Regions from separate parts of the Mus musculus genome. Here region 2 is linked to region 1. A link is a contact called in public promoter capture Hi-C data. All regions are on one chromosome and are shown on one strand. Each heading gives the region's core, a stretch centred on a gene start, on an enhancer-like site or on the middle of the called end of the contact. The rest is flanking DNA. Distances are from core to core; before and after follow the strand shown. Region 1 has its middle 31 kb from the start of Fam220a. Region 2 holds the start of Ankrd61 (ankyrin repeat domain 61).

What was found. Promoter capture Hi-C pulls out the DNA fragments that hold promoters and counts their contacts.
Region 2: a promoter capture Hi-C map of the HPC-7 cell line shows a contact between it and region 1. The contact joins the promoter of Ankrd61 here to the enhancer-like site in region 1. A contact is called at or near these places in 20 of 39 promoter capture datasets (the 3T3-L1 cell line, the C10 cell line, the HPC-7 cell line and 14 more), 3 of 15 datasets of contacts at CTCF or cohesin (the NIH/3T3 cell line, large pre-B cells and stem cell-derived epiblast-like cells), 17 of 484 Hi-C or Micro-C datasets (CD8 T cells, the G1E-ER4 cell line, Th1 cells and 13 more), 31 of 115 datasets of contacts at active chromatin or transcription factors (the NIH/3T3 cell line, acute myeloid leukemia, astrocytes and 19 more) and 3 of 9 other capture datasets (adipose tissue, embryonic stem cells and liver).

What each region holds. Positions count from the first base shown.
Region 1 is chr5:143,576,547-143,582,593 of GRCm38.p6, reverse strand. No RefSeq gene overlaps it. Among named protein-coding and RNA genes, the nearest start is that of Fam220a, 31 kb to the right of the region's middle. Within about 2 kb of position 2,628, at least 74 of the 459 cell types and tissues checked have an H3K27ac peak or open chromatin away from gene starts, as enhancers often do. A contact at or near this core is called in the G1E-ER4 cell line, the HPC-7 cell line, adipose tissue and 3 more, where this site is marked.
Region 2 is chr5:143,890,441-143,896,491 of GRCm38.p6, reverse strand. It overlaps Ankrd61 (ankyrin repeat domain 61), which reads left to right and starts at 1,425. Exons shown (of 3, transcript NM_025732.4): 1 at 1,425-1,720; 2 at 2,859-2,956; 3 at 4,648-5,751. The coding sequence starts at 1,508. The coding sequence ends at 5,602. All of the region lies in intron 11 of Eif2ak1 (eukaryotic translation initiation factor 2 alpha kinase 1), which reads right to left.

The sequences.
Region 1 (6,047 bases), core at 1,379-3,878:
GTCTCAGAGTACAAGCTGACCTTGAGTTTACTATGTTGCTTGAACATCTCTAAGCCAAGAACCTCCTCCCTCAGACTCCTTAGCACTAAGGCTACAGGCATGCACCACCACACCCAGCAAAGCTACTTCTCCCCTCCTCCTTTTTTTTTTTTTTTTTCAAAAGAGGGTTTCTCTGTGTCGTCCTGGCTGTCCTGGAATTCACTGTGTAGACCAGGCTGGACTCAAACTCAGAAATCTGCCTGCCTCTACCTCACAAGTGCTGAGACCAAAGGTGTGCGCCACTACTGCCCCGAGCAAAGCTACCTCTTAAATCAAATAGGAGAAAGGGTGTGGAGTGGCATACAGTTTGGGCTCAGGTGTGCTTCATTTATCATTGATGAAGGTTAACTTTCTGCTTAAAAATAGAAAATTCCGCTCTAGCAGGGAATTCACTCCTCAGAGCGGCTCACAGCGATCCTCCTTTTCTGTTTCTGCTCCTCTCAGAGCAACGAATCTATCGCCTGCATTTCCCACGTTGGCGCTATTTAGCAACTGGCTATTTTTGCTAATCTTTTGGATTAGGCTTTGAACTGCTAGAGAATCACCGCCTTAAAAAGGAAATGTTTCTGCCTTAGAGCTTCTACTCTGGTGGAATAGCAATGATCAGTCCAAAAAAATAAAAAAATAAAAGTGCTGTGCAAGTAGCCAGTGGCTTACCTCAAAATGGGTCCCAGCAAGCAGCTAAAAATAAGCCCTTAAGGAACAGCAAAGCATAGGCCAGGCACGATGGGACCAAAAGACCCTTCTGGAGTTGAGGAATCTCAAGACCCAAAAGCTAACCAGCTCTTAGCTTACTTTGATCTAGTACAAAGACCAAGGCTGATGCAGATATATTGTATATATGAAGCAAAATGTTACCCTGCCCCTTATAAATATGTTCAATTGTAACATACCACTCAAAAGGAAATACAGGCTGGGGAGTGTGACTCAGCAGTACAGTGCCTGCCTAGAATCCCCCAGTGAGGGGCTGGTGGTGTGGCTCAGTGGTAGAGCCCCTGCCTAGAATCCCCCAGTGAGGGGCTGGGGCGTGGCTCAGTGGGTATAGTATAATCTAGGTGCAGTGGTACCTGCCTCTGAACTCAACACTTAGGAGAAAGAGGTGGGGAGATCAAGAGTTCAAGTCAAGCTTCAGCTACAACCATAGCAAATGTCAGGCCACCCTGGGCTACAACAGATCCCTTCTCAGTAACAAAAAGTCCACAACTCAATATCTTGTCACATGTGCATTGAGTTAAGCAAACAGCATTACTGTCACTACCCTCAACTTTTTCATCACCCCCCTCCCCAAAAAATCCCCTGAATCTTACTCATCTTTCCCCCTTAGTCCTCTGAACCTTGCCCCAGTCCCTGGCAACCACTGTCCTATTTGCCGTCTGTGTAGAGCCACTTTGCCTGACATTTCATATGAGCACAATTATGCAATCGGTGACCTTTATGTCTAGCCTCTCTACATGCTTCCAGAATTCATGGGAGTTGTAGCATATATGAATTCCCCATTCTTACTAGGTATCAGGTAGGGGACTTACCCTGCTGACCAACCCACTGATCCATACCCTGAATCCCACTTCTCTCAGTGTGTGTGTGTGTGTGTGTGTGTGTGTGTGTGTGTGTGTGTGTGTCTGTGTGTGTCTGTGTCTTGCACACACACACCTGCTTATGCAGGCCAGAGCTTAGCCTCAGGTGTTGTTCCCATGGCTTTATCTACATTGTTTATGGTCAAGAAGGCTAGGCTGGCTGGCCGCTTAGCCCCAGGGATCCTCCTGTCTGCTTCTCTAGTGCAACACACCTGGCTTTCGCACACGGGTTCTAGGGCCCAAATTTAGGTCCCCAGGTTTGCACAGCAAGTGCTTGAGACTGACTCATCCCAGCTCCCTGTCATTCATTTACACACTTCTTCCCTTTCAGGTTTTGGAGCTCCAACCCCAGGTCTCACATATGCTAGGCAAACTCTCTGTCACTGAACGACATCCTCTGGCCAAAGTAGGTAGCATTTGGGGCTGGGGAGATGGCTCAGCAGTGAAGAGCACTGCCCACTTTTACAGAAGAACTGGGTTCCAGTCCCAGCCCCTACACGGCAGCCCCCAACCATCCTAACTCCTGTTCCAGGTGATCTGATGCCCTCCTCTGGCCTCCACGGGTATCAAGCACGCACATGGGTGCACAGACATACTACAGGCAAAGCATCCAAACACAGAAAACAAGAATACAGACAAAGCACAGCCATTTGTTTCTCGCCACTCTGGAGGCAGAAAGCTCCAAGATCATGGAGCTGATGAGATGGCTCTACAGCTGAGAGCACTTGCTGTCAAAGGACTCAGGTTAGGTTCCCAGTACACACACTGGGCAGCTCACAATGTCCTGTAACTCCAGATCACGGAGTCTTGTGTGTAACTCTCTGAGGAATCACCAAGCTGTTTCCCCAATGCAGCAACAGCCCCCACATTCCCACCAACAGCATCCCAGGGCTCCAATTTCTCTACATCCTCCCCCAAGCTTCCCATGACTCTCGGGTGATAGCCAGTCTAGTACATGCAATCTGCACTTCCCTTGTGGCCAGATGCTGAATGCAGTTTCGCTTGAGTTGGTCGCAGATATGACTCATCTCTTGTTCCCCATTCACGCTGAAAGGACAAGAGTGAGTACGGTAAGTTCTCCCCTCCCTGGATGGCTCCACATTCTTACAAGCTTGAGGATGTCATCCTGACCCTCAAGATTAGAGAAGGGGAAGAGACCAAATCAGCCTGTGTCTAGTACATGGATGTGCCTCGGTCTTCTCACTTAATCTTTGCATTGACTCTGGGAGGATGATAGTACAATATCTGTGTATGTGCACGTGCGCGTGCACACAGGCAGGAGTGTGCAGACATGTGCAAGTGGGGTGTGTGTGTGTTATAGTGAATGGAACACAGGTCTTTGCATATGCTAGGTAGGCTGTCTGAGACTTGAGCCACAACCCCAGTCCCTCACTGGGGGATTCTAGGCAGGAGCTCTACCACTGAGCCATGCCCCCAGCCCTTCACTTGGGGATTTTAGGCAGGGGCTCTACCACTGAGCTACATTCCCAGTATAAGGCCCTCTGTCCTAGCTAGTTTTATGTCTGTTTGACACAAGCTAGAGTCATTTTAGAAGAGGGAACCTCAATTGAGAAAGTGTCCACACTAGACTGGCCTGTGGTACATTTTCTTGATTGATGACTGACATGGCAGGGTCCTGCTCAATGTGGTGACACTATCCCTGGGCTGATGGTCCTGGGTTCTGTAAGAAAACAGGCTGAGAAAGTCATGTAAGTAGCACTCCTTCAGGGCCTCTGCATAAGCTCTTGCCTCCTGGTTGCTGCCCTGTTTGAGTTCCTGCCATGACTTCCTTTAATGGTGGACTGTGATGTACAACTATTGGCTGAAGTAAACCCTCCCCTCCCCAAGTTGTTTTTGGGCCTTGTGTTTTATCCCAGCAGCAGAAACCCTAAGTAAGACAAGCTTCCTTACGTAGCCCAGAGTGCCTTCAAATGTGCAATCCTCCTGTCTAGAGAGATCCTAGTCTTACAGACATGTGCCACTGTACCTGGTGCAGCCTGGACTTGGCAAATAAGGAAAGCATGAACACAGCATTGAAGGAGATGCTGCTGAGAGATCAGCTGAGGCTGACCCTGGGTGTACATGTCTGTCTCCTTTGTGATCTTGCCCCCGGGGATCCCTGCAGTAACAAACATAGGAGCTGACAGTCTTGAGTCTGTGTGACACATTCTCACGAGCTGTTATTTAGATGTTATTAGTCTCCAAAAGCGCATGTATTGGAGAGTTGGCCTCCAGAATAGTGGCAGTGGGAAGTGGCACATGTTTTAAGACTGGGTCTTGTGGGAGGTCCTTGGATCATACAACAGACCCTTCAGGTGTCATTTCCTGTGAGGAACTGAGCATTGAGAGATAGAAGGCCCCACCCATAGACATAGATCCTACAGATCTATAGGGTATTGCCATGGTCAGCTTTGTCACCTTAATACAACCTAGAATCTCCTGGGATGAGTGTTTGTTTGTTTTGATTTTGTTCAAGACAAGGTTTCACTGTGTATCCCTGGCTGTCCTGGAACTCACAGAGACCCATTTGCCTCTGCCTTCTGAGTTTCTCCACCCAGCTGGGATGAGAGTCTTCATGAGGGATTGTCTACCTTGGGTTGACCTGTGAGCATGTCTGTGAAGGACTGTCTTAAGTTAGTTGATGTGGGAAGTCCTAGTCCAGTATAGGCGTCACCATCCCCTAGGCGGGGGGCCTGAGCCATTCTATGAGTGCAGGAATCAAGGTGAGCACACGGAAGCAAACAAGCTTTCATTTTTCACCCTAAATCTTCTCAGTAAAACTCCCACTTAGTAGCTAAAACAATTAGTGCATATTTCTCCATTTGTCATCATAAGTAAGAGGATCATTGTTTATATTAGAACTTGTAATGAGGTCCAGCAAGGTGGCTCAGGCAGTAAAAGTGCTTTCCACCAAGCCCCATGACCTGAGTCGGATGCCCCAGATCCACATGGTAGAAAGGAACTGACTCCAGCAATTGTCCTGTGATTTCCACATGTGCCTCCCACACCCCAACAAATAAATAAGACCAAAGACAACAGAATTTACAATGTATCACTTGAAGCATCAAAGAGAAAATGGCTTCCGAGGGGTTTTGAGAAAAGAAGGGGGACCAGTTGAACAGGGGAGGAGGGCTCAGGAAGGGTAACAGTAATAGGAGGTGGCAGGAAACATGACCCAAATAAAATGGTACCTATGCATGAAAGTGGCATGAGGGTCAGGTGTGTGTGTGTGGTTCAGGTCCCAGGGTGCTTGCCAAGTGTGCATGAAGTCCTGGGTTCAGATTCCAGTACTACATAAAATGGGTCTGCTGGTACATGCCTAGCATCCTAGCACTCAGCAGTGGGGGCAGGAGGGTCAAGGCTCATCCTTGTCTACAGAGTAAGTTTTAGGCAAGCCTGAGCTACAGGAAAGTCTGCGGGGTGCTGGGGAGATGACAGGGCTATTATGGTGCTGTACTTTTCCCCCAACATCCAAAGGTCCAGGGTTAATTTTGTAGCCTCACTGGCCCTTCTGCCTCTGGCACACTTGAACTTCTGGCCTTTGGAATGAACATAGGGTTTGGTGTGGCTGTGTGGGTTTCCCAGGGCCTTGCCAAAAGGATGGTGGTCTTGTATATTTTTAATCCCAGCACTCAGGAAGCAGGCATAGGCAGATCTCTGCGAATTTCTGGCCAGCCTGATCTATGTAGAGAGTTCCAGGACAGCGAGTGAGACTATCTCAGAAAAAAAAAAAAAAAAAAGAGAAAAAAGGAAGGAAGGAAGGAAGGAGGGAGGGAAAGAGGGAGGAGGGAGGGAGGGAGGGAGGGAGAGAGAGAGAGAGAGAGTGTCTGTGTGACTCTATGTGCATGTGTGTGTATAGGTGCCTTGGAGGGCAAAGGGAATTGGAGTTTACAGGCAGTGTGAGCCACCTGATGTAGGTGCTGGAATCGTAATTCCGGCCCTCATGATAGAGCCTCATACTCTTAGCCAGTGAGTCGTCTCTCCAGTCCCCCATGTGTGTGTGTATTGAAATAGAGTTCCCAACTGATATTGCCCAGACTGGCCTTGAATTCACAGCAGTTTCCCTGTCTGAGCTTTCAGAGTGCTGGGACCACAGGCAGTGAACAAAAGAGGACCCTGTGGACAAGGTGGATGATGAAGATTGATACCCAAGGGTGTCCTCTGATCTCTATACATGCACCACGGCATAAGAGCACCCGTATGTGCACGCACACTCTCACACACACACACACACACACACACACACACACACACACACACAGAGTCACACACTCGTACATACTTAGAGATTTTTTTTTGGTTGTTTCTTTTTTGGTTTTTCTGTGTAGCCCTGGCTGTCCCAAACTTGCATTGTAGACCAGGCTAGCCTTGAACTCTCAGAGATCTGTCTGCTTTTGCCTCTGGAGTGCTGGGATCAAAGGAGTGAGCCATCAC
Region 2 (6,051 bases), core at 176-2,675, 320 kb before region 1:
TGCTGGCCGCTGAGGAACGTTTTGATGTAGCACGAACAAAGCACTGTGACCTCACTCCAACAAGGCATAAAGTAACACACACACACACACACACACACACACACACACACACACATATATATATATATATATATATATCTGCGATCCAGCACTAGAGAGGGGGTGGCAAGATCAGAGGTTCAAGGTCATCCTCAACTACATAGCAAGCTTGAAGCAAGCCAGAGCTGCAAGAGACTGTTTTGAATAATAGCAACAACATCACCATGTAACTGGGAGAAAAGATTTTACTAAAATTAAAGCTAACAGATTAAATGTAGTTCACTTTTATGTTAATATATGTCCTACTCTATTTTGGTCCTGCTAAGAGTTTGGTTTTTTAAAAATCGTATGTGCAGGGCTGAAGAGATGGCTTAGCAGTTAAGAGCACTGACTGCTCTTCCAGAGGTCCTGAGTTCAGTTCCCAGCAAGCACACAGTGGCTTACACCATCTATAATGGGATTCAATGCCCTCTTCTGGTGTGCATAAAGACAGCTACGGTGTACTCATCTACATAAAATAAATGAATAATTTTTTTCCATTTTATTTTTTTCCATTTCCAAATTTTTTATATTAGGTATTTTCTTCATTTACATTTCAAATACTATCCCAAAAGTCCCCCATACCACCCCCCACTCCCCTACCTACCCACTCCCACTTCTTGGCCCTGGCGTTTTCCTGTACTGAGGCATATAAAGTTTGCAAGACCAAGGGGTCTCTCTTCCCAATGATGGCCGACTAGGCCATCTTCTGCTACATATGCAGTTAAGAGTCACGAGCTCCGGGGTACTGGTTAGTTCATATTGTTGTTCCACCTATAGGGTTGCAGACCCCTTCAGCTCCTTGGGTACTTTCTCTAGCTCCTCCAAATTTTTTAAAAAACTGTGCATACATGGCATGGCATGGCATGGCATGGCGAGCGAGGTCAGAGGACAACCTTCAGGAGTCCCACTGTGTAGATCGTCAGGGTGGAGCTCAAGTGCTCATTCTTGGTGGCAGGCATCTTACCCTGGCCAGCTCACTTGGTCCTATTAGATTTAATTATAGTTGATATGTAAGGGAAAAGAGAAATGCTTTTAGCCATAAGGTGCCAGTTTGGTGTAAAAGCTGAGAAACGATGCTTGCAATTGGTACTATAAATGAGGGAACAAAATCTCGGGCTGGCTCCAGTATAACATGGATTCAGTGCACACGCCTTTAATCCCAGCACTTGGGAGGCAGAGGCTGGTGGGTCTCTACATTTGAGGCCAGCCTGATCTACACAGAGACTTCCAGAGAAAGCCTGTCTCAAAAAAAAAAAAAAAAAAAAACTGAAAAAAAAAATAAAAAGAACGAACAAAGGATTCTTTTGACAAACATAATTCTAGAACAGTTCTAGAACTGAGCCAAAGGAATCATCATGGTAAGAGAGACTAACCAATTCCATAGCAGCCTCCCTCACCTGTAAGCCCTTGCTCTAAAGCCGTTCTCATGGGAAACATAACCAAGAGAGGAAGCAGAGACCTGGTGGCTGACGGTGCCACGTTGGTGGAGGAGAGCCTGGCCACGACCCTGCACTCTAAACTGTATGAGGCCATCATCAAGGAAGACTGTAACACCATCAAGACACTTCTCAGAAACCACCCTGTCAACCAGCCCCTGACCATCCTGGCCAACTCCACCCGTTACAGACTACTGAGCCAGGTACTCCCTCCTCTCTGTCACAGTAAAGAAACAACAGAGCGGGAAGCGGTGGCACACCCTTTTAACCCCAGAACTTTGGAGGACTTCACAAAACATAGGGCTCCGCAGACCATCCCCCAGGTCCAGTACACATACCCTAGCCTGCAACTCCTCCATCCTGCGCCACACACAGATGGATGGATGGAACACAGCTTGTGTGGCTGGAAGAAGGGTACCCTCCTCCTCTCAGAACACACCCACAGCGACGATGTCATGTAAGGTGAATTATTTTTCACTTCCTATACACACCTTCCTAGATTTTCTGTTTGTTTGAGGCTGGGCTTACTCTATAGTCCAGGCTGGCCTAGAACTCACCATGTTACCCAAGCTTGCCTAAAGCAAGCAACAATCCTCCTGTCTCCACCTCCCAAGTGCTGGAATTATAGGTATGAGCCCCCAAAGCTGGTTGATCATTGCTTTTGTAATTAACTTTTTTTCTTTTCCAAAAAAGGAAAGTGGCCCCCGTCTTTGTCTCACTCGTCTGTCATCTTGCAGACATGGTGTGTTTTAGGACCCAGCATCCTCAGCTCTACCAATCACAGTAAGGACATGGACCACAGCACCTATGAAACCTTAGAAACCCACATTTTATAGCTCATGATGGCTTGGCAAGACCTAAACAAAATGTAACAAGTACTTGCTATTCAACTTGTGGGTTAATTTAAGGACTAAATGATTTCAGAGCAATTTGCTCCTGATTTTATAGCCAGAGACGGCCTCGTACTCCTGACTCTCCTGCACCTCCACCCCCCAGGGGCTAGGATTATTTACAGGTGAGCACTAACATGCTCAGCTCTAAAACACAAAGTGGGTCATTTAAATTCACCAGTTATGGTAATTTAAACTCAAGGAGAAAAGCTTCAGCCAGGAATGATAGCACATGCCTTAGGAGGCAGGGGCAGCTGGATCTGTCTGTGAATTCCAGGCTCCATCTACACAGGGAAACTCTCGCCAAGAAACAAAACAAAAACAAACAAACAAATAAATACAACATCTCAATGCATGAACTGAAGCCAAGCCAATGCTAACATCCTTAGACTGTGGACCAGTGAGCTGTGCCAAGTAACCATGTTTGTAATGCACTGTGGTTTCCCTGCAGCAGACACAGCCTATCTTTCCCATCCATCTGGCCGCCGAGTACCGCAAGCCACAAAGTTTGCTTTGCTTGTTACAACACGGTGCTGACCCAGAAGTAAGGTAAGTTACCTCAGCATGCTGTCAGGCCTAAGTGAAGAGGGGTGTGTGTGTGTGTGTGTGTGTGTGTGTGTGTGTGTGTGTGTGTATGTGTGTGTGTGTGTATGTGTGTGTGTGTGTGTGTGTGTGTGTGTGTGTGTGTGTGTGTGTGTATGTGTGTGTATGTGTGTGTGTGTGTGTGTGTGTGTGTGTGTGTGTGATTCAGATGATGTGTCCCATTCCGTGTACAGATTATGTTGGGATGAATCTTACTTTGCTGACGAGGTGGAAACTAATACAAGAATGGTAATCAGCCAGCTAAAGAACTCACACAAAATAATGGCTCAGCTGTAGAAAACACAGAAAGTTGGGACAATAGCACTCAGGAAATCTGACAATATGGAGGGTGGTGAGGGGACCAAATAGATGGTAGGCTTCTTATTTATTAACAAGGAAACGTTCATTGTGCTTAAACTCTTGCCGCTGATTTTATAACAAACACTATCAGAAAAATCTACCCAATCAATCTTGGCTTGCACCTCCTCTGGCACCACCAGCTCCAGTTGGGCCAATCCTCTCCATGGCTGCCAGTCGCAGCCTGAGCTCTCAACTCACTCCATCTTTTAGAGGCTCCTCAAAGACACTTTCCTGCACTAGAAATCACACATGGCTCCTGGGTGAGCGAGGTTCTGCAGCTCTCCAGAACACTGACACATTCAGCACTCATTTAGTCCTTTACCCTGCCTGCTTTCTTTCCCATCCCTGAGTATAAGCCTTCAGGAGGCTGAGCCACCCTGCTGTTTCTCCAACACCAGCCTTAGGCGGCTCACACACAGCTAAGTGTGGGTGAACTGAAGACCAGCTCCTAAGGCCAGGGAGAGATAACAACCCCCCCACCTCCCCACCCCACCCCCGTCTCTGGCACTACAAAGACAGTTCGGAGGCAATCCTGAGATAGGGGTTAGAGCAGGCCTGAAGAGGACCAGGCTTCAGTGACCTGAGAAGATGCAGGACCCGAGTCCTGCATTCGCCTTCCTACACTTGGAAGTGAATGTCAGGGAGAAGACAGACAAAGCCAGGAGACCGAGGGAATGCGAGTTCTGCCCTCCAGTGTTCACTTCTAGGATAGTCACAGCTCATACCAAAGTCCGACCCTTTCACTGATACCAGTGAGCCAGTGCTGAGCCATGCTCAATGCCAGGGATACAGGAACAGCCAAGGGACAGCCTTTAAGGGGCCAAAAGTCCCAGAAGAACCCAAGCTTAAGCAGGGTTCTCTAAGAACCTAGGCTCCACCCAGCAGGGACTTAAAAAACAACCCTAAGACATAGCAACACAGATTGCCAATCTTCTTTTAAATCCAAACCAAGACTGAGTTCCCTCCCCAGCATGAAGTAAAAGCTTGGCGGAGGAGCACATGGTTTATCAGCCAGTGCTGGGGGTGGGGGTGGGGGGTGGGGAAGGGCACATGGAGGGAGGGAGCTCACTTGCTGACCAATTTCAGATTTGGTGGAGACATTGTCACAAAATAAGGTAGAGAGCAACAAGAAATACAGTTATCATTGACCCCAGGCCTCCAGATAGACACAAGTTCATCTGCACCTGAATACAAGACTTCAACTGGTACTCTCCTACCTGTAGTCAGGGTTGCCTTCTAACTCTTTACTGTCCCTCAGTGAGGTGCATCCGGCTTAACACGTGGTAAATCCCTTCCAGGGACGCCCAAGGCTTCACTACCCTTCACCTGATGCTGCTTAACTGGCCAGCCTCTTCTACCACTTGGTCCAAACCCAGCACTCAGATCCAAAAGATCCTGATGGACATTCAGAACAACGCTGTCTTGTGTCTGTGCATTTTGTGTGACCACGGAGCTCAAGTTAATGCCCGGGTAGACAACAGCAACAAGCATTCAGCCCTCCACCTGGCCATAATACACGGGACCTACCCAGTTCTCTCCTTTTTGGCTCAAAATGGTGCCCAGGTCAATGCTACTAATGAATCCAGCATGACGCCCCTCCACATGGCTGCAGACATACTGAACAAAAACATGATAGAGACACTCATTGCCTTTGGGGCCAATGTGAACTGTGCCATCTCATCTACCGGAAACACAGCTCTGAAGCTGGCCGTGTGTACTGCATCGAGCAAAGTCGGCCGACTGCTGGCAGCGGGGGTGGGCTGCATCCGTCTGCTGCTAAATAACGGAGCCCAGGTCAATGCCCAGGACCATGAAGGCCAGACAGCTCTGCACGAGGCATGCTTTGGAGGCAGAGAAGCGATCATCAGTCTCTTGCTGGAATTTGAGGCAAACGTTAACATTTTAACAAGAAATGGGGAGTCTCCCATTTACATGTACCTTCAGCGCAGTTCCAACATCAGAGACAGATCGCTTCTGGCCAGACTACTTTACCGCACTTATCCTTTAAGACTGAGCAATAAACAGGGGATTCTACCAGCAGGAATCATGCTGCCAGAATACCAGCTCCTAAGGGAAACCCTAGTAAAGTTATCAAAAAAACCTTTAACCCTCGAGGCCATCTGTAAGAGAAGCATCAGGAATGTTTATGGGGAGAAGTACAAATTCCACCTCGAGAAGCTCCTCCCGGCAAAGCTCTGGAACTCCATATATGGCATCTATGACCTCACCTACCTGCTCAAAGGAGAGCCATGACCTCCGAGCCTGCCGGAGAACCTCAGCAATGCAAACTCTTGTTTCTGGCTAGACAGATACCCAGAAATCACTTGGACTTCACTTCCTACTGCAACGTACAAACTACTGGCCCTTAATCCCTCCAAAAAATTAAACTGACTTGCACATAAGCTCTCATGGTCTTCTAAAGTTTTATTTAGATTCCTTTCTCATGATTTAATTCTGGCCAGAAAAGTGGGCTAATTGCTTTAAGATGTATCAGCCAAAAAAAAAAGAATCCGTTTTGTCTCTCCTTGATGGCTTGATGGTCCTTTAGGAATTACAACAAACGGTCCCTATGGGGGGTTTGTTTGTTTGTTTCATGGTGGTTTACTTTGGTTTTGTGAGTCTCACTATGTAGTCCAGGCTAACCTGAAGTTAACTGATCCTCTTGTCTGCTGGATTTATATTTTCACTGTGGTTTGGTTTGA